7 separate regions of the Mus musculus genome follow, and all the other regions are linked to region 6. The links are chromatin contacts, called in public Hi-C and HiChIP or PLAC-seq maps. All regions are on one chromosome and are shown on one strand. Each heading gives the region's core, a stretch centred on a gene start, on an enhancer-like site or on the middle of the called end of the contact. The rest is flanking DNA. Distances are from core to core; before and after follow the strand shown. Region 1 overlaps Myo16 (myosin XVI). Region 2 has its middle 7.7 kb from the start of Gm32330. Region 3 overlaps Myo16 (myosin XVI). Region 4 overlaps Myo16 (myosin XVI). Region 5 overlaps Col4a2 (collagen, type IV, alpha 2). Region 6 holds the start of 9530052E02Rik (RIKEN cDNA 9530052E02 gene). Region 7 overlaps Col4a2 (collagen, type IV, alpha 2).

What was found. A called contact is a pair of places that touch in the nucleus more often than the background predicts. HiChIP or PLAC-seq counts read pairs in DNA pulled down with a chosen protein or histone mark.
Region 1: a contact with region 6 is called in an H3K27ac HiChIP or PLAC-seq map of extraembryonic endoderm stem cells. The contact joins the enhancer-like site here to the promoter of 9530052E02Rik in region 6. A contact is called at or near these places in 9 of 39 promoter capture datasets (3T3-L1-derived adipocytes, the C10 cell line, embryonic stem cells and 4 more), 3 of 15 datasets of contacts at CTCF or cohesin (large pre-B cells, pro-B cells and stem cell-derived epiblast-like cells), 10 of 484 Hi-C or Micro-C datasets (the G1E-ER4 cell line, the N1E-115 cell line, bone marrow-derived macrophages and 6 more), 33 of 115 datasets of contacts at active chromatin or transcription factors (the NIH/3T3 cell line, SST interneurons, T-cell acute lymphoblastic leukemia and 26 more) and 1 of 9 other capture datasets (embryonic stem cells).
Region 2: a contact with region 6 is called in a Hi-C map of the N1E-115 cell line, with 4 times the contacts expected there. The contact joins the enhancer-like site here to the promoter of 9530052E02Rik in region 6. A contact is called at or near these places in 16 of 39 promoter capture datasets (the 3T3-L1 cell line, 3T3-L1-derived adipocytes, the C10 cell line and 10 more), 2 of 15 datasets of contacts at CTCF or cohesin (pro-B cells and stem cell-derived epiblast-like cells), 9 of 484 Hi-C or Micro-C datasets (the AML12 cell line, the G1E-ER4 cell line, the N1E-115 cell line and 5 more), 23 of 115 datasets of contacts at active chromatin or transcription factors (SST interneurons, astrocytes, bone marrow-derived macrophages and 19 more) and 1 of 9 other capture datasets (liver).
Region 3: an H3K27ac HiChIP or PLAC-seq map of extraembryonic endoderm stem cells shows a contact between it and region 6. The contact joins the enhancer-like site here to the promoter of 9530052E02Rik in region 6. A contact is called at or near these places in 7 of 39 promoter capture datasets (3T3-L1-derived adipocytes, embryonic stem cells, frontonasal cranial neural crest and 2 more), 1 of 484 Hi-C or Micro-C datasets (cerebral cortex) and 14 of 115 datasets of contacts at active chromatin or transcription factors (SST interneurons, bone marrow-derived macrophages, craniofacial prominence and 10 more).
Region 4: a contact with region 6 is called in a Hi-C map of the N1E-115 cell line, with 6 times the contacts expected there. The contact joins the enhancer-like site here to the promoter of 9530052E02Rik in region 6. A contact is called at or near these places in 4 of 39 promoter capture datasets (3T3-L1-derived adipocytes, embryonic stem cells, maxillary cranial neural crest and 1 more), 2 of 15 datasets of contacts at CTCF or cohesin (large pre-B cells and stem cell-derived epiblast-like cells), 7 of 484 Hi-C or Micro-C datasets (the N1E-115 cell line, bone marrow-derived macrophages, cerebellum and 4 more), 26 of 115 datasets of contacts at active chromatin or transcription factors (T-cell acute lymphoblastic leukemia, VIP interneurons, bone marrow-derived macrophages and 20 more) and 3 of 9 other capture datasets (adipose tissue, embryonic stem cells and liver).
Region 5: a contact with region 6 is called in an H3K4me3 HiChIP or PLAC-seq map of forebrain, with 2.4 times the contacts expected there. The contact joins the enhancer-like site here to the promoter of 9530052E02Rik in region 6. A contact is called at or near these places in 2 of 484 Hi-C or Micro-C datasets (cortical neurons and embryonic fibroblasts) and 1 of 115 datasets of contacts at active chromatin or transcription factors (forebrain).
Region 7: an H3K27ac HiChIP or PLAC-seq map of extraembryonic endoderm stem cells shows a contact between it and region 6. The contact joins the enhancer-like site here to the promoter of 9530052E02Rik in region 6. A contact is called at or near these places in 3 of 39 promoter capture datasets (embryonic stem cells, hippocampal neurons and stem cell-derived epiblast-like cells), 2 of 484 Hi-C or Micro-C datasets (muscle stem cells and uterus) and 4 of 115 datasets of contacts at active chromatin or transcription factors (astrocytes, embryonic stem cells, extraembryonic endoderm stem cells and 1 more).

What each region holds. Positions count from the first base shown.
Region 1 is chr8:10,627,964-10,631,110 of GRCm38.p6, forward strand. All of the region lies in intron 34 of Myo16 (myosin XVI), which reads left to right. Among named protein-coding and RNA genes, the nearest start is that of Gm32330, 44 kb to the right of the region's middle. Within about 2 kb of position 1,853, at least 48 of the 459 cell types and tissues checked have an H3K27ac peak or open chromatin away from gene starts, as enhancers often do. A contact at or near this core is called in the NIH/3T3 cell line, embryonic fibroblasts, extraembryonic endoderm stem cells and 2 more, where this site is marked.
Region 2 is chr8:10,679,496-10,682,629 of GRCm38.p6, forward strand. No RefSeq gene overlaps it. Among named protein-coding and RNA genes, the nearest start is that of Gm32330, 7.7 kb to the left of the region's middle. Within about 2 kb of position 1,351, at least 4 of the 459 cell types and tissues checked have an H3K27ac peak or open chromatin away from gene starts, as enhancers often do. A contact at or near this core is called in the N1E-115 cell line, where this site is marked.
Region 3 is chr8:10,519,520-10,522,741 of GRCm38.p6, forward strand. The region is part of intron 27 of Myo16 (myosin XVI); the gene reads left to right. Among named protein-coding and RNA genes, the nearest start is that of Gm51561, 91 kb to the left of the region's middle. Within about 2 kb of position 1,327, at least 5 of the 459 cell types and tissues checked have an H3K27ac peak or open chromatin away from gene starts, as enhancers often do. A contact at or near this core is called in extraembryonic endoderm stem cells, where this site is marked.
Region 4 is chr8:10,605,215-10,608,303 of GRCm38.p6, forward strand. All of the region lies in intron 34 of Myo16 (myosin XVI), which reads left to right. Among named protein-coding and RNA genes, the nearest start is that of Gm32330, 67 kb to the right of the region's middle. Within about 2 kb of position 1,372, at least 33 of the 459 cell types and tissues checked have an H3K27ac peak or open chromatin away from gene starts, as enhancers often do. A contact at or near this core is called in the N1E-115 cell line and embryonic limb bud, where this site is marked.
Region 5 is chr8:11,417,754-11,421,126 of GRCm38.p6, forward strand. It overlaps Col4a2 (collagen, type IV, alpha 2), which reads left to right. Exons shown (of 48, transcript NM_009932.4): 21 at 2,824-2,916. Among named protein-coding and RNA genes, the nearest start is that of E230013L22Rik, 58 kb to the right of the region's middle. Within about 2 kb of position 2,113, at least 83 of the 459 cell types and tissues checked have an H3K27ac peak or open chromatin away from gene starts, as enhancers often do. A contact at or near this core is called in cortical neurons, embryonic fibroblasts and forebrain, where this site is marked.
Region 6 is chr8:11,006,376-11,009,771 of GRCm38.p6, forward strand. It overlaps 9530052E02Rik (RIKEN cDNA 9530052E02 gene), which reads left to right and starts at 1,475. Exons shown (of 5, transcript NR_046017.1): 1 at 1,475-1,636. It overlaps Irs2 (insulin receptor substrate 2), which reads right to left and starts at 2,554. Exons shown (of 2, transcript NM_001081212.2): 1 at 1-2,554. The coding sequence starts at 2,055.
Region 7 is chr8:11,391,847-11,395,086 of GRCm38.p6, forward strand. The region is part of intron 4 of Col4a2 (collagen, type IV, alpha 2); the gene reads left to right. Among named protein-coding and RNA genes, the nearest start is that of Gm46030, 53 kb to the left of the region's middle. Within about 2 kb of position 1,920, at least 141 of the 459 cell types and tissues checked have an H3K27ac peak or open chromatin away from gene starts, as enhancers often do. A contact at or near this core is called in astrocytes, extraembryonic endoderm stem cells, muscle stem cells and 2 more, where this site is marked.

The sequences.
Region 1 (3,147 bases), core at 603-3,102, 380 kb before region 6:
ACAGAAAGGCGTCCATGGAATCTCCTCAAATCAGGCCACGAGCTGTGTATAGAGCAGAGGACCGATCCATGGGCTCCAAAGGTTTAATGGTGTCTCTGTCTATGCCTTGGTATAACAGTTGCCTCCTGTCTGTCAATGCTAATGACAGTTCTGTGCAACCTTCCAAAGAGGAAGATGAAGTAGGGTGACCTCTGTCTTATAGATGGGTGAATTCCACCTGGTGTGAAGCCAGCAGACCCTGAGCTGAGATGTGGCAGGGCCCGTGGCCTCCTGTGACTTCTTCTTTCCCTAAAATGAAATAAATGTTTCCCTTTCAGAAGCAAAATGATCATTTTGTTACCAGAATAAGTTTTACCTCTTAATGATAACATTTGGTTTACTTGGAAATAGCAAACGACAATCAAATAATTGATGTGTTATTGTTACCAATACATCATAAGATCACAAAAGAGGACAGACACTGGTGCAGGTGTTTCTATGACACCATGTGGTATTTGAAATGCTTCTTGTTTACACTGTACTGGACCACACCAGAGTAACATAATGGTACTGGCTTGTTATTCAGAGATACCAAAGCCCCTTTTATCACCTCTGAGACCATCTTACTTGAGTTTTGCAATCTAATAAATTTAATAGATCTAAATGAAGCAAATTAAATGTTATTAGCCCCATAGTGTTTTCCTTTTGGGACAAGCCTCTGAAAATCGTGATCTTAAAACCTCTCTGCGTCAGATATAGAATGTCTAACTTCCATTTAGACATACCTGTGCACGTGCTTATTTTTTTAATGAAGAACAATAATGCTGGTATTCTGGCGTCCCTTTTGTGCAAGTCCGGCACTTCTCCTTTTACGCCTAATAAATTTCCCTTAATCAGGGCTAATCTCTAAAATAGAATCTGAGGAATGTGCTGTGGTATTCTCCAAAGAAAGGGTTTATTCTGAGCTCAGGCTGATTATCGAAACCATCAGTCAGAGTTTCACTTATTGGGGAACCACGGAAAGCTCTTTGCTGGTTGATTCCATTCCTCTGGACGCCCTTCAGTATTGCAAGCCTTCGACACCCTCATTAAGAGGGCTTGCTAATGGTTTGTGTGCATAAGCTTCACATTTTATAATGTACTTGGGAATTTGACTATTTCTAGTAAATACAGCAAAGCTCTCAAAAGAGAGAAAAGGTTTTTTTTGTTTTTTTTTTTTTGTTGTTGTTGTTATTGTTTTTTTTTGTTTGTTTTTTTGTTTGTTTGTTTTTTGATCGGGGAGTAGTGGTTTTTTTAGTTTTGGTTTTCCAGAAAGAAAAGCAAGGTGGGGAGATCAGTCAGCAAAGCATTTACTATGAAAACAACATGAGCTGAGTTCAAGTGCCAGAACCTACCCAAAACAAAACAAAAACCCACCAACAAACAAAAAAATCTTGTACAGACAGCACCTGCTTGTAAACCCTGGTTCTGGAAAGATAGACACACTTGTATCCATGCAGCTGCCTAGCCTTCTTGGGGAAGTCCAGATCAGTGAGATACTCTGCCTTGAAAAACAAACAAGATGGTATCTGAGAAACAATGCCCAAGGTTCACACACACGCACACAGGCACACACACACAGAGGAATGCACAGGAGAAGACACCATGACTCGAGAGATTTGAGATGTTTTCTGTCAAATTCCCTGCCAAGTCTCACTGAGATCAGCAGCTTCCTAGAGACAGGCACCTCTGTGCTCAGGTCAGTGTGATGCTGACTTCAAAGCTGTGCCTTTTGGAGTTTAAATGGAGGGCCACATCTGGCATCTTTTTAGTTGTCCTAGACAATGCTGCAGAGTCCATGCTGCAGTGGAAATGTAGAGGGGTGTTTGTGTCTGTTGCAGAGAGAAGGAGGGCACAGCCAGTGGGGAGCCCAGTGCCATCTGCAGAGTGGAGGCTGGAGTTCCTTTGTCTGGGTTTCGAATTTACTCTTTGTTAGGAACAGGTCTCTGTTACAGGCTTGTCTCACCTGGCTTTCTTCAGTTAAACTGAGTGTTTGCTATGCACTTTCTCTTGTTTTAATTCCTAGCTTAAACATTGTTTCTGTTCCTTTAGTGGTTTGGCTAGCGGGTGGGACACGCATGCTTGACTCATTACATTCTAGCATATTTTATTACTTCTATCACTTTCCTGATATTTCTAGAGCTCAGGCTTTAACCTTTCCTTAATCCCTCCAGCTTGTGCAGTTACAGTTGGCAGCCTTGTGTGTTTTGTGTGAGACTTACCGTCTAGGGGACGTTCCAAGCATCTAATTGATGTTTACCTGCAGGCTTGCTAATTACAGAGTTCCTAAACCTTAAATTTTACTTTTTTTTCCCCATCTGAGATCACTCTCTCCCTATATAAAGGGAAACCTTCCTTTTGAGTCTCTGTCTATGCACGATATCTGAGGACACTTTTTGTTTGTGCACCGTCTTTACTTCACTCTGTGTTTTGAAGGCTAGCTCTGTCAGACAGAGAGCTGGATTGGCTCTCAGTAATTCCATTCATGTTTCTTTGCTCTCCCAGCCTCCAGTATTCCTATTAAGAAGTAAGTGTCTGCTCCTATCATAGGCCCTTTGGATATCAGCACATCCTTTTTTTTTTTTTCAATATTTTTTAATTAGGTATTTTCTTCATTTACATTTCAAATGCTATCCCAAAAGTCCCCCCATTAAACCCACACACACACTCCCCTACCCACCCACTCCCACTTCTTGGCCCTGGTGTTCCCCTGTACTGAGGCATATAAAGTTTGCAAGACCAAGGGGCCTCTCTTCCCAATGACATTCTTCCTTTAGTTTTGTATTCATTCTTTGAAAATTTCATACATGGATACACTGTATCTTGATCATATCCAACCCTCATTCTTGTCTTCTAGGTCCTCTGAGGATCCAGAATCTCTATCATACCTCCCTCTAACTGCATGTCCTTCTAAATGTTTGATTTGGTTTGGTTGTTTGGATGTTTGGTTGGTTGGTTAGTTGGTTGGTTGGTTTGAGCCATTTAGTCCAGTTAGTGCTGCTGAGATGCAGGGAGGAGCTGGGATCATACACTTGGGCTAGTGCAGAAACTACCAGTGTCCACACTCTTGAAGAAAAGCACCTCTGCCTACCCCATGCTGTATCCTGAATGTGGGAAAATTCAGAACAC
Region 2 (3,134 bases), core at 101-2,600, 330 kb before region 6:
TTTCTTTTCTGCATGTATGTCTGTGCATCACGTGCATGCCTTCTACCCGTGAAGGACAGAAGAGGGCAATCAATTTCCTGGAACTGGAATTTATAGACTACGATGAGTGTTATCTACACATCCGTTTATACGGGTGCTAGGAATCGAAAGGAGTCATCTGGAAGATCATCCAGTGATCTTAACTGTGGAGCCATCTTTCCAGCCCTCAACCAGAGAATTCTTAGTAGAGCAATCTAAAGGCCTGGTTGTCACCACGGGTCTTGTTCTCTCTGTCTCTCTCTGTCTGTTTTTATTTCTGTGTCTCTCTGCTAAAACTTAAATCAGTTATAGGCTTCAAGGTATTTCCTTGATGGAACCTTCTACATGAGTCTTTGGGCCCAATACAAGAAGGAATAAGAGTCACCTTGTGGGTGCAAGATGTGCCTGTGACATGGGTGTAGATCCAGTTGGTTTCAATGTGCATACAAGTTTGAGAGTCACTTCCAGGTGACCCAGACCCACTATGGAGAGCTTCGTTGGAAGGAACTCTTTGGAGTAGCTACTTTCTTGGTGTTGTAAAAGAAAGAGCAGAAGCAGTTGGAATTCACAGGCTTATTCATGATTACTGACAAAGTCTTCAATAGTACTATGGGTACCAAGGGTGCTTTGGGCAGGGAAATCTACAATTCAGAAAAGTGAGCTCCAACTTGCTCTACGCAGGAATCCTTCACTTTGGTGAGGGACATATGACTCTTGGTGAAATTGCTGTTGCCTCTTAGGAACGTTAATTGGTTGGTTTGAGCTAACTCCTGCCAGAGAATTGGAAGTATTTTGGTAAAGGTAGTGATTTGCCAAAAAACTTAACTGCCAGGACCTATCAGCGGAGTCTTCTCATTTCCTGAAACTGTTGTGCATCTTTGCTTGTCAGAGGGAAGGGAGACTCTTCAGATGACAAGATGACAAACACATGGCTCCTCAGGAAGTGGCCTCTATGGCATCCTCCAGGGACCCGATGCACACTGGAAATCAGGCCTTGGATCCACCGGCAGCTGGGCGTGGAGCTGCAGCAGTAGACTCCCTGGAGCTACTGTTCTCCTGCAATCGATGCAGAGTCTCCCCAAGGAGACTCTCAACATCTGTTCCTGCCCTGCCTCCCAAATCAGGAGCAGCTTGCTTGTGATCTGAGCCTCCTGTAGGGAGATGACTACCCTGATGGCACTGTGATCGGAAGTGACCATATGTGCCACCATCTTGTAACCATCTGTGGCCAAAAGCAATAGCATTCTGACCAGACCCAGGGATCAGACCTCTTGCTGGCTGCTCAGATTCAGCTAGAAGAATCCTCCCCTGACCTGTATGATGTCTATGACTGTTTGTCTTCAAGACCGCACTGCATGTGGAGATAAGACCCTCAGTTGTGCCTCCAGGGGATTTCCTGCAGCCAGGCTGTCCCAAGAAATCGGATTCTCCTGAGCCCAGCTCTGGTGTCTACATGGGGTCATTTCCTGCCCTCCTGTTTTCTCATGTTTCTGGACAATGCTTAGACTCTTGTCCTTGAGATGAGAGATGGGCTTCAGAGTGCAGGAAAGGGAGACACTGGGTGTAAGACTCTCCTCATAAACTTGTACTTCAGTATTGCGAAAACTATATTTATAAACATGATCTAGAGTCTTGCATATTCACAGGGACAACTCTAGTGAGCAGATTATCTCCTGCACTGGCCAACATCCCACTGTGCTCTTGTCTTCTGATCAGCCTTTCCAGAACTAGACACATATTCATATCCCATCTGTATGTTATTTTGAATGGGAACCATCCACATCAGTATACCATGAACTGCCTGTCATTGGGTCATAACAATTTTTATGTATTTTTTTCATCTGAGATTAAACCAAGGTTAGATGTACCAATGGGATGAATGCCTGTGATAAAAATACTTTACTAATAAATCTTTACAAATAGCTCAGATACATATTTTCCTTTTGTCTAGTTTGATGGAAAATCACCATCCACAGCATCTTCATTAAAATCGTGTTATGCTGTTAGCAAAACAAACAGAAAAACATTTGACATATTTATGTGGTGATTACATTAAAAAAGATTACTTCCCGTCAGTCTTCCTGACTGATTGTACCAAGCCATCTGTGCTTGTAAAAAAATAATAATGAACAATGACTGTCAGAGGCCATATGCACATGGTTGTTTAGTAGTGATTAAGCAATAATCTCTAAGCAATCACTTTTTAGCTGTGGTAGTTGCTTAAAGGTAATTATTTCATAACAAATGATAATCAATTATTTATAATAGTAATAATAGTTTTAAATTTTTCTCTTAACCTCTGTAAATTGCTGATGGCTGCAGGCTATCGCCGAAGGTTTGCTGGGAATTAGTAATTCTGTTCCGTTAATGACAAATTTTCCACAAATCAAAGTTTTGGCTATGGCCTATTATATTTTTAGTATGTATTTACAATATTTCAAAACCATGATGGCTCAGAGTACCTCACCCACCTTATTATTTAAAACAAATATCTTTAATAAAGATTCTCATGAAGTGTGGCGCTTGATTGATGTTACAGAGCACAATGTCAGCGCTAGAGCAGCAGAGTTGGAGTCTGTGATCTGAAACAGAACTTGACACACGCTGTATGTGGAAAGCCACGTGACATAGCTGCTTACTGCCATGCTGCACTCTCGTGCATATCGCTGAGAAGCAGTAGGACCCTTCCCAGCCTTGTCAAGAAGTGGAGTTTCCCATAGCAGAGCAGTGTCCTCCTGAATTTTGTACACTTAAGGCACAAGCAATTTATAAAATGTACCATTCCAGCGAGCATTTTGTTTTGCTTTTAATATTGACAAAATGGGGTTTCAGTGAATCATACTAATTCAAGCCCTTCTGGATTTGCATTCAAGGAAGAAAGTTCTGTCTCTCTTTTGCTCTGTCATGACCAGTCCCAATGTTAATGTGTCTCTGTTAGTGATGATATTGCATCCTGGGGACATTGGACAGGGCTTGGAGACACATTTGGTTGTCACTCATGTGGGAGGGTTGCACATGAGGATATAGCAACCTGTGGATGGACACTACGGATACAGGGCACTTAGGGATGCAGGACACTAGGGATGCAGGACACTACAGATGCAGGACACTTAGGG
Region 3 (3,222 bases), core at 77-2,576, 490 kb before region 6:
GCCTTCGAGTACACTTCCCGTTTCTGAACTAAAGCAATCTATGCCTTTTTTTCTTCTTCTTCTCTGTTTTTAGAGTTCTCATTTCAATAAGCTCAAGCTCTTCTATTAATTCTTCATCATTTAATGTGGTTTCTATTCCTTGTAGGAAATTCCTTAGGATTTTCCTTATCTATGTTGCTTCTGGGTCCGTGTTAGTGGATAATTTTCTCAGTGGTTTAAATGTCGTGGTTTGGCGTCTCTCCAGGGATGTGTATTTGGGACAGGCTTTCAAATGTTAAAAAAGTTTTTCATGATTTTGATTCTGCTCTTTTGTTTTTCCAGGTCTTGTAGAGTTTAGTTGTGGATAACAACTAAACAGTTTTACTGTTCCCCCTTCCTCCCTCTCCCCCTTCCTCCCTCTCTCTCATCTCTCCCCTCTCTCCTCTCCCTCTGTCTCCCCCTTTCCCCCCCTCCTCTTCCCCCCTCTCTTTCCTCTTTCTCTCCCTTCCCCCTCCTTCTCTTTGCCCTCTCTCTTCCCTCCTCTCCTCTCTCTCCCTCTTTCCTTCCCTCCCTTCCTCCCCCTCCCTCTCTCTTCTCTCCCTCTCTCCTCTCCATCCTTCTCTACTTTCCTCCCCTCCCTCTTTTTCCCCCCTCTCTCTGTCTGTCTGTCTCTCTCTCTCCTCTCTTCCCCTTCTCTCTACCCTCTCCCCCTCTCTCCTTCCCTTTCTAACCCTCAGAACTGCTAAACTGCTTGTAAGTTCTCACCCTCCCCTTGATCTCTCCAGTTTGTAAATACTGTGAGGATCTAATTGGCCTCACCTCCCCTCTCCAGAAAGAAGGCTAGAGACTCCCATGATGCAAGCTGAGACAGCATTAGGACTGAACATCCTTGCTTTGTGTCTCTAGATCACTGACCTTCATCTTGGGGGGCACTGATTCGCATGTTTTATTTAGTTGTATGTTGTCTAGGATAGAGACTGTGAACTTGGCTGTGTTTGGTATAATCTAGGAAACACACCTTGGTGACTTATGAATTATTTCCAGGTAATTTTAGCAGAGCCTGTGGACTCCCTGAATGTAGATAGCACCTCCTGTGGGCTGGAATCATATGCTTAAACAAAATGAGAAAAAAAGAAAACCAGATAAGTTCTCTCTCTCTCTCTCTCTCTCTCTCTCTCTCTCTCTCTCTCTCTCTCTCTGTCTCTCTCTGTCTCTCTGTCTCTGTCTCTCTCTCTCTGAATACAATGTCTTTCTCTGGATACAATGTCTCTCTCTTTCTCTCTGGATACAATGTCTCTCTGGATACAATGTAACCTATTGCTATCAGTTCCTGATGCCTTGCCTTCCCAACAGAATAGAGAGAACGCCTCTTAACTATGAGACCAAAATAACCCTTACTTCCTCAGGTTGTGTATTGTCAGGTATTTGGTCACAACAGTAAGTCATTAATTAATACAGAGGTTAATCTTGATAACTGTTGGTCCATCCCTGCCATGTGTATTTCTCATTGAATAGATATGTTACCTTCTCATTGATACTAGGCTATCCTCTGAGCCCCTGTTACCTAATCTTATAGAAGTCCCCCCTACACCAGAGCTTTTGTTTGAGCAATTGCATTGTACTGGATGGTTTTGTTTGTCAACTTGACACAAGCTGGAGTTATCGCAGAGAAAGGAGCTTCAGTTGAGGAAATGCCTCCATGAGATCCAGCTGTAAGGCATTTTCTCAACTAGTGATCAAGGGGGAGGGCCCAGCTCATTGTGGATGGTGCCACCCCTGGGCTGGTAGTCTTGGGTTCTATAAGAAAGCAGGCTGAGCAAGGCAGGGAAAGCAAGCCAGTAAGTCACATCCCTCCATGGCCTCTGCATCAGCTCCTGCTTCCTGACCTGCTTGAGTTCCAGTCCTGACTTCCTTTGATGATGAACAGAAGTGTGGAAGTGTAAGCTGAATAAACCCTTTCTTCACCAACTTGGTTCTTGGTCATGATGTTTGTGCAGGAATAGAAAGCCTGACTAAGACATGCACTAAGGTAATTTTTGTGAGTGTGGATAACGCACTACTCTGCTCAGATTGTTCAGATTATGTCCACCAGCCTTTCCTAAACAGATTTATGTCTCTGTAAAAATTAACACCGAGCAGCTGGTATTTGATAAAGCGGCAATGCCAGACATGGGCTTTGGATAGGAAGTGGAGGCGAGCCTGGGTCTGTTTGCATGTGCATGGGCTTTAATTAAGTTAAAAGTGAGCAGATTAGACCTTGTTCAGGAAGCCAGTGACTGTCAGCCTATTCTTGGAGAGATCTGGGTTGAGGGGTTTAGTCACCAAATGGTCAAAATTGTATCCATCTCTGCAAGGGTCTGAACAGAATTCTGAGCATTCTGAGTCCCTCCCCAAATCTCCCTAGCAGAGTGCCCTGGCTCAAAAAAATCCCACCTGCTTTATTCACAATAGAATTTAATGACAGGGAAATGTCCCTTCCTTTACTGATGGTGTGCACTGTTTCAGCTCAAGGGACTTGGAGATGTTAAAAATATCTCAAGGAATTTCAAAATTTATAAGTAAATAAAAGCAGGATGCTGTTCTTTTATTAAAAAGTTTTATTATTTGAGAATCCCACAATGAACTGTGCCCTCCCAAATCAATCATAATCAAGAAGATGCACATTTGGGTTTGCTCACAGGCCAATCTGGTGGGAGCATTCTCTCAATTTGAAGTTCTCTCTTCCCAAATTACTCTCACTTGTGTCAAGTTGACAACAAAACTGACCAGGACATGATGCATACAAAGCTGTCACATGACACTGCAGGAAAACTTTCTCAACAAAATTCATGGAAGCATTTATCCTCCGGAATAGGAGCAATCATAAATGAAACCACGCAACGTATGATGCTATTGAGATGCTTCTTCACGCCCCTCTTAAAGGTCTTCCATTTCTTGCCTTACCCCAGTGGTCTCTTAAGACCTGAAGGTTTGGAACTGCCAGCATTGCTGTATTATTAGTTAGTGTGAATGCTGTTCCTAAATGTGACCAATACATTTGGTACAGAAAAGGCAGCAACGAGACAGGTTGGTGATGTAGGCTTCAGAGACTACTCGATTTCCAGGTGGGGAAGTAAGTAGAAGGCAGATATGGTAGAGCGGAGTCCAGCGGCAGGATGTATGGGAAGCCAAGGATATGTGACTTGGGGGGTTTGAGATCTAACTTGTGCTGCTCACGGGCTTTCTGGACATCATGGAGAGTAT
Region 4 (3,089 bases), core at 122-2,621, 400 kb before region 6:
TTTCTGCATTTGACTTGGGGTAAAGTAGAAGACTATAGGGACAAAGACTTGGAGGTGTACTGTGTGGGGGGCTTCCAATGTCTCTGTTAATTGTGCAAGCATGAAATCTAAGACCCAGGGAAAAGATGGATGTTGTAGCACGTGTTTAAACTTCATTGAAGGAGAAGCAGAGATGGGCAGATGGCCGTCATTTGCCGGCTAGCCAGCTTAGCCTTCCCAGTGAGTTTTAGGCCACTGTGAGACTCTGTCTCAAAAAATGAATTCAACATCTCCCGAGGAACAACACTGAAGGTTGACCTCTAACCTCTACATGCATGACCTCTAACCTCTACATGCATGACCTCTAACCTCTACATGCACGCACACAGACATGCACGTGAATCTGCACACACATGTGCCTGTGTACACCTTTGCACACATATGCATGCACTCATAAGCCCATGAACCCATGCACATACATACACACACAAGTACATGCATGATACCATTTACTGTGAGAATATGGTTAAATTAAAAAGCCTTGTGTGTTTGTGAGGATTACATGTTCATGCACACCCTTTTTAACCTTAGATATTACACCAAAATAAAGATTATTCGGGATAAAATAATACCCTGGTGGTTTTAGAATGCAAAGGAATGCAGGACGAAGCCATCTTGTGGCCCTAAGGTTAGCGTTCGGGGACATATTTGATGCCACGTAGGCACAGCCGCATTATGAGCTGAGATCTTTCTAAGTAGCACTGATGAGGTGGCGTGAAAAAAAAATCAATAATTTTAATCTTAAAAATAAATCTCTACAGTAGGCAATCTGTGGAAATCACTTGTGCTGATCTATAGGTGCCTCGGTGGAAAGGAAATGCTGATTGGTAGGGATAATAAATTGTCTTAATCCTGCTTGTGTTCCTGAGAGATGTGTCTGCTTTGCTCTGCAAGCCTTACAGATGCCCAGCATGTGGCCATTCCAACCTCCCTGCCCTGCACAGGGGCTGCCTGTGTCAGAGTTGACTCCCCTGTACTACTCAGAATGCGAACCTGCCTGCCCTCTCTCAGCCACTGCGCTGTGCTTCTGGCTCAAGGAGCAGGCTGGAAGTAGGTTTGTGAAGTGCAGGCTCTGGATCTTCCTGCCCATTCATGGGTTTAGCTAAAAGACAGAGAACCTTGGGGGAAGTTTGGGGAATTATTCTCATCTCCTATTTCCAAAGAGGCTTTTGCGAATATGAACCCTCCCCTGGAAGAAGTACTCAGTCATCTCACCCTGCTTCCCCCAAGCATGGAAATCCATGCTCCTTTGCTGTCGTGCTGACTGGGGGCACTCAAATGTACAGCAGATTCCTTACTGCCGAGAAGCTGTGAGTTATGGGACATTGTGGTTAAACTGCCACACGTCCCCAGGATTTATCTCTTCTCTGACATTTATAGAGGAAGTACAGACACAGTCAGGCGTGTCGCCTTTTAGATTTTCTGCCAGAACAATTCCACAGGAATTGCATAAAACCAGTGCTGAACGGCAGTGGGATTAAAGGGAACCGCCAAATGAATCCCATTCTGTGCTTTTGTAATTAGTGTCAACGACACCCATTTAATAAAGATAAAATGTGGTATAAAGAAGACAGAGAGTTGGTCATTTGGCAAGGGTCAGATGGCAAGTTCGCTGAGTTCATGGGCAAGTTAAAACCACATAGCCTGCTTCTAAGGAGTTAAACGTAAGCTGCTAAGGGGGAGGCTGGGCCTTACCTCATTCTCCGTGTGCTTGAACTTATGTGGAAGACCACAGTGGACGCTCCTGGTCTTGTTTGGTTGGTTCTGGTCTCCCTCTACCATCCCTCAGCTACTCTGATGAATCAAAGGAAGACACTGGCTCTCTCCTTTCACTGTTTCCACAGCAAGACACACACATGTGGCAATGAGTCATGGTTTGCCTTAGAGACAAGGTAAGAGACCTAAAATGCAAGGCATGAAAAGCTCAGCCCCTCCATGTGTGCTCTTTGGTTGGTGATTTAGTCCCTCGGAGCTCTGGGGAGTCTGTTTGGTTGATATTGTTGGTCTTCCTATGGGTTTGCAAACCCCTTCAGCTCCTCCAGTCCTTCCCCTAACTCCTCCATTGGGGACCCCGTACTCAGACCGATGGTTGGCTGCCAACATCTATCTCTGTATTGGTCAGGCTCTGGCAGAACCTCTCAGGGGACAGCTATACCAGGCTCCTGTTAGCAAGGGCTTCTCTGTATGGGTGGGTGGGTGGAGGAGCTCCCTCATAGAAGCAGGAGGGAGGGAGGATGTGTGTGCACGTGTGTGTTTGTGGAGAGGAAACCAGGAACGGGGATAACATTTGAAATGTAAATAAATAAAATAGCCAATAAAGACTAAAAGAAAAAAGAAAAGCACAGCCCCCTTTGAGGACTTCCGGAATGCAGCAGAGGGATGTTAGAAGTCTGCTGTCTACCAGTCCAACTTTTCTTCAGATTTGCTGACCTAATGTTTCCCAAATAGCTGTACCCACTGGTGAAGTCCAGAGTTCATTCCGTCTGACTGACACTGAATACATTGTTACTAGCCATACAATCCATTTGTTTTCAAATGTGTCTTCTCTATACCAGGCATACAGTCTCCAAGATTATTGTGTTTGGTGCCCAGTGTTGAATCCTGTGCGTTGCAGGAAAGCATGTATTTCATAACGGATCCTCACCTCAGCACTTCTCAGGGCATGTGTGTGTGCGTGGGCATGTGCATGTGTGTGTATGTGTGTACGTGTGTGTGCGTTTCTGTGAGCATGTGTGTGTATGTGTGTACGTGTGTGTGCGTTTCTGTGTGCATGTGTGTGTTTGCGCGAGTGTGTGTGTGTGTGCACGCGTGCACACACATGAATGTGGAGGTCAGAAAATAGCTTAAAGCTGTCATACCTTGAATGCCATCAACCTCGGTATTAGGCCAGCCAGTGACCTTGTCTCTGCCTCCTCAGAGATCTGATTACAGTACCTGAGTATCTGATTAAGTACCACTGTGCCCAGTGCTTTCTTGTGGTTCTAGGGGATTTGAACTCAGATCCCTGCTTCTGCTTGCCAGGGAAATGCTTCGGAAGTATTTCCCTAGAC
Region 5 (3,373 bases), core at 863-3,362, 410 kb after region 6:
CCAACCAACGGCCTTTTGAAGTATGCTCATAGTTCGGATCCACCCTGAAATTAGTACTGGAAACCAGGAGTCCTACCTTGCTCAGCCTTTCTCAGATCTGAAACGTTTGGAGTCTTCTCTCAGAAACTGCCTTTGGTCCTATTTTGTGTGCTGCGGTTGCTGGAAGCCAGAATGCTTAGTCATTCAGAGAATCGGAGCGAACATTGATGCCAGCTGTCTTTCGGGGTGAAAGGCTCTGCTGGCGCCATTTCTAGTACAGCTGACTGAATCAGCTATTGGCTTCTTCGTGGAAGTCATGCTGAGATCTCCCACGTCCCAAAAAATGTATTTAAAATTATGAATGAATTACGTAGAAGAAAACAACCCAGGGGAGAGACAGAGGTCGAATCTACACGGCTCAACTGTGCCTTCATAAAGGCCTTACTAACTCCCAAGAAAGACATCTCTCTTTGTCCTTGGTGCAGGTTTTAAATGGCAATTTTGTCCTTGGTGACAGGTCTCTAGTTTTAAGTGTTCATAGAGTCCAGGTGATAATCCTTCTATTTACGGTCTGCTTTTCTCTCTGTCTGTCAGGAGGGCTTGACAGTTTAGGCTAGAGCCCAACCCAAACCTAAGCATCTCCTGGAGGGGTTCCACGGGCACATAGGCAGTGCCTGTGCGGAAAGGCTTTCCTCGGCTCCATAGTACCTGTCCACTATTCCTATCTCTGGATACTTTGTAGGACTTCTCAGTGGCCCCCTCTCCCTCTCCCTCTCCCTCTCCCTCTCCTTCTCCCTCTCCTTCTCCCTCTCTAACTGCTTCTCTCTCTCCCTCCCTCCCCCACCTCTCTCTCTTTGTCTCTCTCTGCCTGTCTCTGTCTCTCTGTCTCTCTCCTCTCCTCTCTTCCCCTCTCCTCTCCTCTCCTCCCCTCCCCTCCCCTTCCCTTCCCTCCCCTCTCCTTTCCTCTCCTCTCCTCCCCTCCTTTCTCCTCTCCTCTCTTCCCCTCTTCTCTCCTCTCCTCTCCAGTGGGAACGCAGCCCTGTGAAAACATCACCATTCCTCCTCTGTACTCTGAGCTACAGCCATGAAACTTCTCACTAGAATCAGCAGCACTGGGTCTCAAGAATGCCCAGAGCGGAGCTGCAGATCTCCACGCTGTCACTCTCCTCTTTGACCCACACATTCCCTGGTACCACTATTCCTCCATAGCGTCTGTACTTGAGCCAGGAGTCTCTGGGCACCTCACTCTCCACACTGGACTCACAGTGTGTGGTGCAGTCTCTCTCCTTAAAACACTTCAGGACTCCCGTTGCCCTTAGGAATAAAAGCCCAAGAGGGTCTTCTCCCCTCCTCCATGACAACACTCCTCCGTGTACCCTTTACACACTCCCTGGTCATGGCTCCATACTGTTAAGGGGCCATTTGGTCCCTCCGTTCCATTTCTGGAGAGCCCTTCAGCTCCCCGCCTGGCCAGCTCCCTCTGTCAGCCACAGTCCATGCCACTTCCTCAGAAGACCCCCCTGGACACCACCCATTCTAAATCAGCTGCTCCCAGCTTCCCTCTCACGGTGCTAGCTAGAATCTGAAACTTCACATTTGTTTGCTGAGCGTGTTAGCTGTGTCCCTGCATCTCAGCTGTCAGCTCGAGGCAGGCCAGCTTCCCAGTGCCAACACAGCTCCTGGCCTGCTGCCTGGCGTGGCTCAGGAGCTGGCTTGTGGTGGATGAATGAGTGAGTGAGAGACTGTGTTAGATGTGAGGCCAGATCAGATTACACAGAACAATGCCCGCTGGTCTCTTCTACAAATCTCTGCTTCCCTAGGCGCTCCCAAACCATCCCATGCCTTTGAAGTCACTGCCTCCTTATCCTTTCCTGTGTAGCCACAAGCACCTACCTTGTCCTGGGGTATTCGATGGAGCTATGACCACTACTAGATTTAGCAGCAATAAGGCTTGGTGGCTCATACCTGTCATCCTGACACCTGGGAGGCTGAGACCAGAGAGTCACCATAAGTTTGGGGCCAGCCTGGGCTACAGAGTAAGACAATGAGAAGCAAAGGAGTCCAGAGGTACTCAGCTACCCTGCAGCACAGCCAATCTCGCCTGGATACGCAGCCTTGGATCCACCACCAGATGGCAGTCTTCCCAAAGGCCTCTAAGAATTGTGAGGTCTTAGTGGAGTCTCATCTGGTCAATTGATATACATATGTGCAATTATTGGGGCACTGTAGTGACTAATAACTCTGACCTTTAGTGAAAAAAAAAGTGAACCTAGAAGAGGAATATTGGGGCCAAGGTCATTTAGTGAGGTCAACCATGCCCAGTACCAATTAGGAGAATTCCAGTTAGTTTCCAGGACCCCCATGTTTGCAGGTTTACATGTGTGTTCATGTGTGCAGGAGAAAGGAGAAATGGGGAGGTCTGAGAAGAGATGGGCATGCACTCCAGAAAGGGGACAGAGGGAGAGCTGAGTTTATCTTAATCCCACACCAACCCCCCCACCCCCCCACACACACACCTTGGGGGACATTCTCTGAGGCTGAGCAGAGATGCGCGGCCATCAGCAACATGGCTGAAAAGTCAAATTCTTCGTTTGGACTGAACGTTCCTCAAAAGCAAAGACATTGGTCTCGATACATTGGTAGAAAAGCTAAATTTGCAGGCTCTGGTCTCTGTTCCATCCTGAGGGACCATGGCCACATGGCTGTCCAAGCTTCTGTCTTGGAGGTGCTGGTGTGGGTCTGGAGATGCAAGGAGCTGGGGTAGACTTGGCTGAGAGGCTGCACTGGACCTGACTGATCTGGCCGACTCTCACAAATGCTTTTGTCCTGTGTGTTTTTCCGTAGGCTTCCTGTTTGGCCTGAAAGGATCAGAAGGGAGAGTGGGCTACCCGGGACCTTCAGGTTTCCCAGGAACACGAGGGCAGAAAGGATGGAAAGGTGAGGACTGCAGGGTGGGAAGGTCAGGATGGTGACCCCAACCTAGCCCCCATGTCACCTCCTCTTGCAAGTTGACCCCGCCCCCACCCTTCATTCACTTCTCTGAGGGTAAAGGATGGGCAGTCTGATCTGAAATCTGAAATGCTACAGAATCTGAAACTCTCTGAGAACCAATATGCCAATATGGCACAGCAAGTGGGGAATCCCACAGCTGGCATCACTCGCTGGGCCGCAGCCAAAGTGGCCACACCAAAACTTGTGGGTAAAGTTAACTTCGGGCTGTGTACAAGTCCTATGAAACACCTTATGTCTGGATGAGGACTACCCGTGACCTCAGCACGTATATGCAGCATAAAAGGCACTCTAAAGCCAGGCGTGGCAGCGCACGCCTTTAATCACAGCACTCAGTGTCTTCTCCCACCAGCCCCTCCACCTGTCCTCTACCCCTGCTAGTCCA
Region 6 (3,396 bases), core at 225-2,724:
GATCTGCTTGGGAGCAGACACGCTTGTGGGGCTCATGGGCATGTAGTCATCGCTCTTGCAGCTATTGGGACCACCACTCCTAAGGGCTGCCCCAGGGGTCATGGGCATGTAGCCATCATCTGCCCCCAGGTTACTGCTGGAACTCTTGTGAGAACCAATCTCAATGTCTCCATAGTCCTCTGGGTAAGGGTTGTAGGCCACTTTGGGAGAGGACGCAGGGAAGGATGGGCAGAGGCGACCTGAACTACCAGAGAAGGTGGCCCTCATGAGAGTGTATTCATCTAGAGAGGCAGAGGAAGGCTGAGGTACCTGCCGCTGCCTGGCAGGCGTGGTTAGGGAATAAGTCCTCTTCCTCAGTCCTCTATCCAGGTCCTGGGCCCCATCCCCTGAGACCCTACGGTAAGGGCGGCCACAGTGGCTCAGGGGTCTATCCATGCTCATGTACCCATAGAGTTCGCCCCCACTGCCATCTCTGGCTGGCGGGGTCTCCGCTATTGACTCGGGTGTGTTGCTCCTGTGGCTACTGAAGGCTCTCAGGTCGCCAGGGCTGGAGCCATACTCGTCAAGGGACATGAAACCCGGGTCGCTGGGGGAGCCCGAGGCGGAGGCACTACCGCTGGACGGACGCTGGCCTTGGGGGTGATGCAGTGGATGAGGCAGGTGCGGGTGGGAGCCAGGTGGCAGCGGGTAGGAGCCCGAGCCGTGCCCACTGCTGGAGGACAGGCTGCCTGGGCTGGTGGCTGCAGGAGGTGAGTGCGCCACGGGCATGGACATGGAGCGGCTGTGTTGCAGGGCTCCCCCTGCCGGCGCCAGAGTCACTTTGCTCGGGCGGCCTCCGCAGCCGGCGCTCAGGGTGTGCGAGCGGCTAAGGGGCGCGCGCACCGGCCCGGGACTCAGGGGGCTCCCTGCCACCGACATCGGCCTGCCTCCTGCCGTCCCGGCCCCGCCTGCCGCGCCGCCGTCGCCCTCGCTGGCCGTACGAACCCGGCACGAAGTGCACTTGGCTGCTGGGGGGGTGGCCGCCAGGCTGTCAGTGCGCGAGCGGCGCACCAGGCCGGTCTGGCTAGGGGGTAGGTTGACTAGGTGGTGGTGGCGGCGCGCGCCCGGCACGCTGATGGGATGCGTGGCTGACGACCCGGACGACTGACTCTTGCTGCGAGGCCGGAACTCGAAGAGCTCTTTGAGTGCCTTCATAGCTTCTAGGATGGTCTCATGGATGTTCTGCGCCACCACCGAGTCGTCGGCTTGCATCCACAGCTCCCCGGGACCGGTGACGGCCGAACGGCCCACCTCGATGAAGAAGAAGCTGTCCGAGTGGCCGCAGCGGCGAATGTTCATAAGCTGCAGCGTCACCGACGGCTGTTCGCAATTGAGCTTCACGAAGCCGATGGTGCGCGCAGACAGGCATAGGCGGTATACACCAGTCAGGTTCTTGCTCTGGCCCAGTCCCTTAGGTTTCAGGTTCACCTGCCACACCTCGCGGTAGACGGCCGTGGCGGGTGTCACGAGCCCGTAGTTGTCATCGCAGCCAGCGGCGCCCGCTGAGCCGCCCAGGACGCCCGGGAGAGAGGCGCTGCAAGAGCCTCCGGTGGTGCCCGAGCCCCCCTCGCCAGAGCGGCCTTCGCTGACCAAGTCGGTGAGTGCGCGGTACCAGCCCTCCTGCTCCTGCTCGTTCTCCGCCGCTACAGCGAAGTACTCGTCCTTGGTGTAGAGGGCGATCAGGTACTTGTGCTTGGCGTCCGCGCGCTTGTTGATGTTCAGACAGCAGTCGAGCGCGATCACTCGCTTCGGCGCGCCCGCCTTGCTCCTCCACTTCTTCTCGCTCTCGTAGTACTCCAGCCGCGGAGGCTGCGGCGGCGACCCCCCAGCCGCGGATGCCTCGTCGCCGCCCGTGCCGGGGCCGCGCAACACGAAAAAGCGCTTGTGGCCGTGCTTCTGCTTGCGCAGGTAGCCGCACTTGCGCACGCTGTGGTTGTTGTTGTTGTTGTTGTTATTGAGGTTCGGGCCGTCCCCGCCCGCCGACGCGGGGGGCCCAGGCAGGGGCGCGCTAGCCATCGCCGCCGCTTCAGGTCTCTCTGCCCGGCTGGGCGAACAGGGGATGGCGAGGGCCGAGGGGCGCGGGCGGGGGCGGCTCCCCGCCACCCGTCGCCCGGCCGCCCGGCCACGCGCGCGCGTCCCCCGGGCCCAGGCGGTGGGCTAGGAGGCGCGCGCGGCTCGGTGGCGCAGGGCCCTCCGCCGCTCCGAAGGATGCTCGGTGCGGGCGATGGCCACCCCCCCGCTTCGACTGTCCGCTGCCGCTGCTTCCCGGGCTCTCGGGCGGCGCCCGGGGACTGGCTGGCTGGGTCGAGAGTCGGGGTCCCCGAGTCGCGGGGCCGAGCTTAGAACGCGCGCGGCCCGTCTGCTGCCACCGTTCTGCACTGCGCGACGACGGTCTGCGTCCGGACACTCGGGGCCCACACTGCCACTGGGGCCGCTGCTGCCGTTGCTGCCGCTGCTGCTGCTGCCACCAACGACGACCCGGGCTTGTCGCGGTCCCCGCCGCACAGTGAGTAACACATCGCGCACCGAGTGACTGAACTAAGAGCAAAACAACACGTGACTCTGCGTTACGCAGGCACACTCGCGCGGACGCCCCGCCCCGCAGCCCTGCATTGGCGCCGCGTTCCCCGACGGACAGCGAGACGGACCAATGAGCGTGAGGCACGGGGGGGGGGGGGAGGCGGACCGACACCGGGCTGCGTTTCCCGCCGTCCCCTCCCTCCCCCTCTCCGAGGCCGGGCCGGGGCTCGGCGGGGGCCGGGCCGGGCTCATTAATCAGGGGCTCGTTGTGGATGCGGGCGGGGGCGATGCCACCCAAGGCGGGAAGCCCGCCGTGGAGAAGGCGGGTGCGGGGTTTGTGCTCCCGCCTCGCGTCCCACTAACTGGCCCCAGGCTTCCGCCGCGGAGGGGGAACGGGGGCGGGAGGTCGGATCTGGTGCGGGGCGGCGGTCGGACCCCAGCAGCCGGGGTGGGCGCGCGGCGCAGGGCGGTGCCCGCTGTGGGTGGCAGGCGCGCGGCCCGGCTTGTTTACGAGCATCGTTGCCCGCGAGCTCCGGGTCGATGGCAGCTCGGTGCCTTTTCCCGGCGGCGAGCCGATCGAGGGGCGCCCCGGAACCCGCCCCACCCTCCGCAGGCGTCCGCCCCCGGCCGTGGGCTCTTTCCGGGGCGTCATCAGAGCCATTCACTTGTCAGGTTCCCGGGAAGTGGAAGTCGCCTGTTCTGGATGTAATAGGAGAGAGGAGGAGGGCGTGCTGGCGTAGGAAAATGCGGTTTCCATAGTGCCGGGAAAGGGCGGGCCTGGGCGGGAGCGGGGAGCTGGGAGCGAGTGCTGGCGGGCGTCCTCCCCACGCCCCGCGC
Region 7 (3,240 bases), core at 670-3,169, 390 kb after region 6:
CTAGTCTGAGCTAGAAACCCTGTCTAAAAAAATAAGAGCAAACCAAATATACTAACAAAGCCCTTCAGAGGCCACATGGGTATGAGATAAAAGAGACAGAGAACTCCAGAGCTGTTCCAGAAGCGTCCTTAGGCCCTTTAGGGCTGCAGTCAGCACCTCCCTGGTGAGGTGAGGTCTCTTGGTAGGAGGTATTCTCAAGCTTTTCTTTCCAAGTGCCATTCATGTGCCTTATGGTGGCTCCTCCACCTCCCAGCACGGAGTTCTGGCCATTCAAAGACCACAACATCCTGCCTTCTCAGATAGGGTGTGGTGGTCAAGTGACATGAACAGTCATCACCGATGCCTCGGCCACCCACAGACTTTCCTCCCAGTCCATCGTCTGTGGTCCATCTCCTAGCCTCTCCACCTCAGAAGTCACTTTTATACCCTTTTATCTTGTCCCTAATCCATATCGCCACCAGCTCTGTTCTGTTCTGCTCTTCTTCCCCCATACCTGTCCTGCCTTGCCTGGCTTCACACCTGAGTCCCTTTCTACAGGAGCATGCCCCAGGCTGCCAGTGGGTTTCCAGAACCACATGGCCATCTCCGGTGAGAGCTCACTCTCTCGGAATGTACAAGGCTGGTTGGCCACACCCCCCACCTCAGTTTCCCTCAGAGAATGAGCATAGTGACAATATGTGTCCTGAGTTTTACAGGAATTAAAATCTAATGTGTTAACAAAGGTGGAAATGGCTCTTAGCAAAGATCCAAGGCTGTTAGGTATGTGCTGACTCAGTCCTGGGGAGGAATTCATTCTAATGTCACTTGAAGTCATTGTTGCAAGTGCTGTCAGGGTAAGCATGGGAGCAGGCTCCCAGTGTCAGTAGTTGGCATACTTTACTTTAACAAGATTAAAAGACAGATTATGAGTTATTGACTTAATTACTCTAAGAGAAGTGGGGTATGATAGCCCCTTGGACTAACTGGAATTAGGCAATCACAGTTTTCCTTGGGATTATCCCCAAGGGAGGTTAACAAATAAGGGACTTGCCCTCTGTTCCCTAGAGCTGAGTCATGTGACCCTGGAAAGACTCAAAACTTTCAAGCCAGAGGACAGGTTTCCTAACTTCGCCTGCAGGCTGAGAATGACTGCCACCTGGTGTTGGCTACTGGAACTGCACTATTATCCCCCTTGGCCCTGTTCCTTCCACCAGGAATGTTGATTTCATTTCAAATTTTCAAAACTGAGATATCCAGTAAACATTAAAATTATTTCCTTTTTAGGCTTTTACAGACTTCTGTCAATACACACCCCTTTTCCTCTACAACTTTTGACCCCCTGTGAACCACAGCGGTCCCACTAAGGTCCTACCCATTGCTAAGCATGTTCAAGTTCAGCTCAGTCATGCTTAAAGCAGCCAGGTTCAGACATTACCGGCCTGAGCTTTCTGGAGGAGGAACACCCAGCATTCCAGAGCCTGCCTCACCCGCGCCTTGGCTGCCCACGATATTTCATTATCTAATCAGATGCTGAGCAGGGTCTGATACTCAGGCCTCCTTCCATGAGCCTGGGTGGTCTCCTTGATGACTTCATCATGAGGGCCCGGGGAGCATTCTGTCTGCTGTGTAGACAGAGAAGCCAAACCCTCTAAGGAGCCAACAATCAGCAGTTCCCCGGGGCAGTGCAGGGCTAAGACAAGACTTTCCTGAATGGCTCCAGGGGACTACAGAACTGAATGGGGCTGGGACAGTAAGGGTGGCAGCCTTCTCTGAAGGGCAGCGCCCCCTCGGTTGAACCTCAGAAACTGTGATGTTACTATAGTGGTCTTCAAAGGGGTTCAGGCTAAGGATGTAGCTCAGTGGCGAAGCTCTTACCTCGCACACGCCAGACTCTGGGCTCAAGCCTCAAAAACCACAAAAAAAAAAAAAAAAAAAAAAAAAAAAAACAGAAGGAAAGTGTTCTAAAAATAGAACTAGGGGTGAATTGGGAGGACTGTGAGTGAGGCAGAGCCAGATATGTGAGCAGCCAGCCATTCGGCAGACGGTTTGTGGAGCAAGAGGTGAGAGCCAGATGCTGGGAACTGCTTAGGAGAGACGATTAAGGGAGCCGGGCCACCAGGCCACCACTGTAGGCTCACAAGTGTCAGGCATCAGCAGGAGGTTTAATAGGAGCCTGACAGGGAGTCCCTCCTCTAGTTCAGGACAGACTTGGCTAGTTTAGAGCCTTTTTATTTTCAGCAGAATTTGGAGGATCAAACTTTTTAATCTTCTCCACTATTTTGTTTGGTGGTGTGTGTGTGTGTGTATGTGTGTGTGTGTGTGTCTAAGAAATTTTTTACAAGCCCAAAGTCTCAGTGTTTTCTTCTACCCGTTTTGCAGGTGGGAGCTGCGGATTGGTTTAGCTTTATTATTTCTCTCTCTCTCATTTGAGTCTGAGCCACTACAAGTGGATGTCCCTGAGTTGGGTCCTGGGAGTAAAAGCTGAATGTCTGCTTCAACGTGTGTGGATTTAATTAATTAACTAATCAATTGTGGGGGAGGGGCTCACGTGTGCCTTTGTGTGTGTATGGAGGTCAGAGGACAACTTTTGGGCATCAGTTCTCTCCCTCCCCCATGTGCGTCCCGGGTCCGGAACTCAGACCATCCATCTTCAGAGCAATCTCCTCTACCAGCTGAGCCATCTCACCAAGCCAGACGCCATTTGCTTTTTAACCACAATCTGTTAAATAGCTTTGGAAAGTAGCTCTCAGTCTCTTGTGTCACGTACTGTTAGGTGGGTACTCTCTCGTTTCCCTTGCAGGTGACATAACACGTCCACACACGTGAACCGTCACCCTCATGAACAGTAGACAGTTCCAAATCCTAGGGCACAGAACACGTGTCCTGGATCCTGAAGGAGCCCTTTCTGCCATCATGGACATCTTGTGAATTCGCCAGTGTATGCCATCAGCTTGCAGAAATTCATTAGGACTTAGGAATTCCCCAGGATCGTCAAGAGTCGTGGTCTACTGCCCTCAGAGGAAGGGAGAGTCTGCAAGGGGCTGGGGAGGGTAGGAGGGTCTGGGGCTGGTGCCCATGAAAGGTGAGGCAGGAAGAGTCGGTTTAGGAAGGAGAGGGGATTTCCTACCATTCATCCTTTGCGTCACTGGGAGTCTATTCTGCTCTACCCGGAAAGGCTGCAGCCAGATTGAACATCCTGGTGTGCAGGGGCCGGTTCTGTCCTTGGGGGTGGGTGTTTGGGCTTATCTGGCCTTTGTCCAA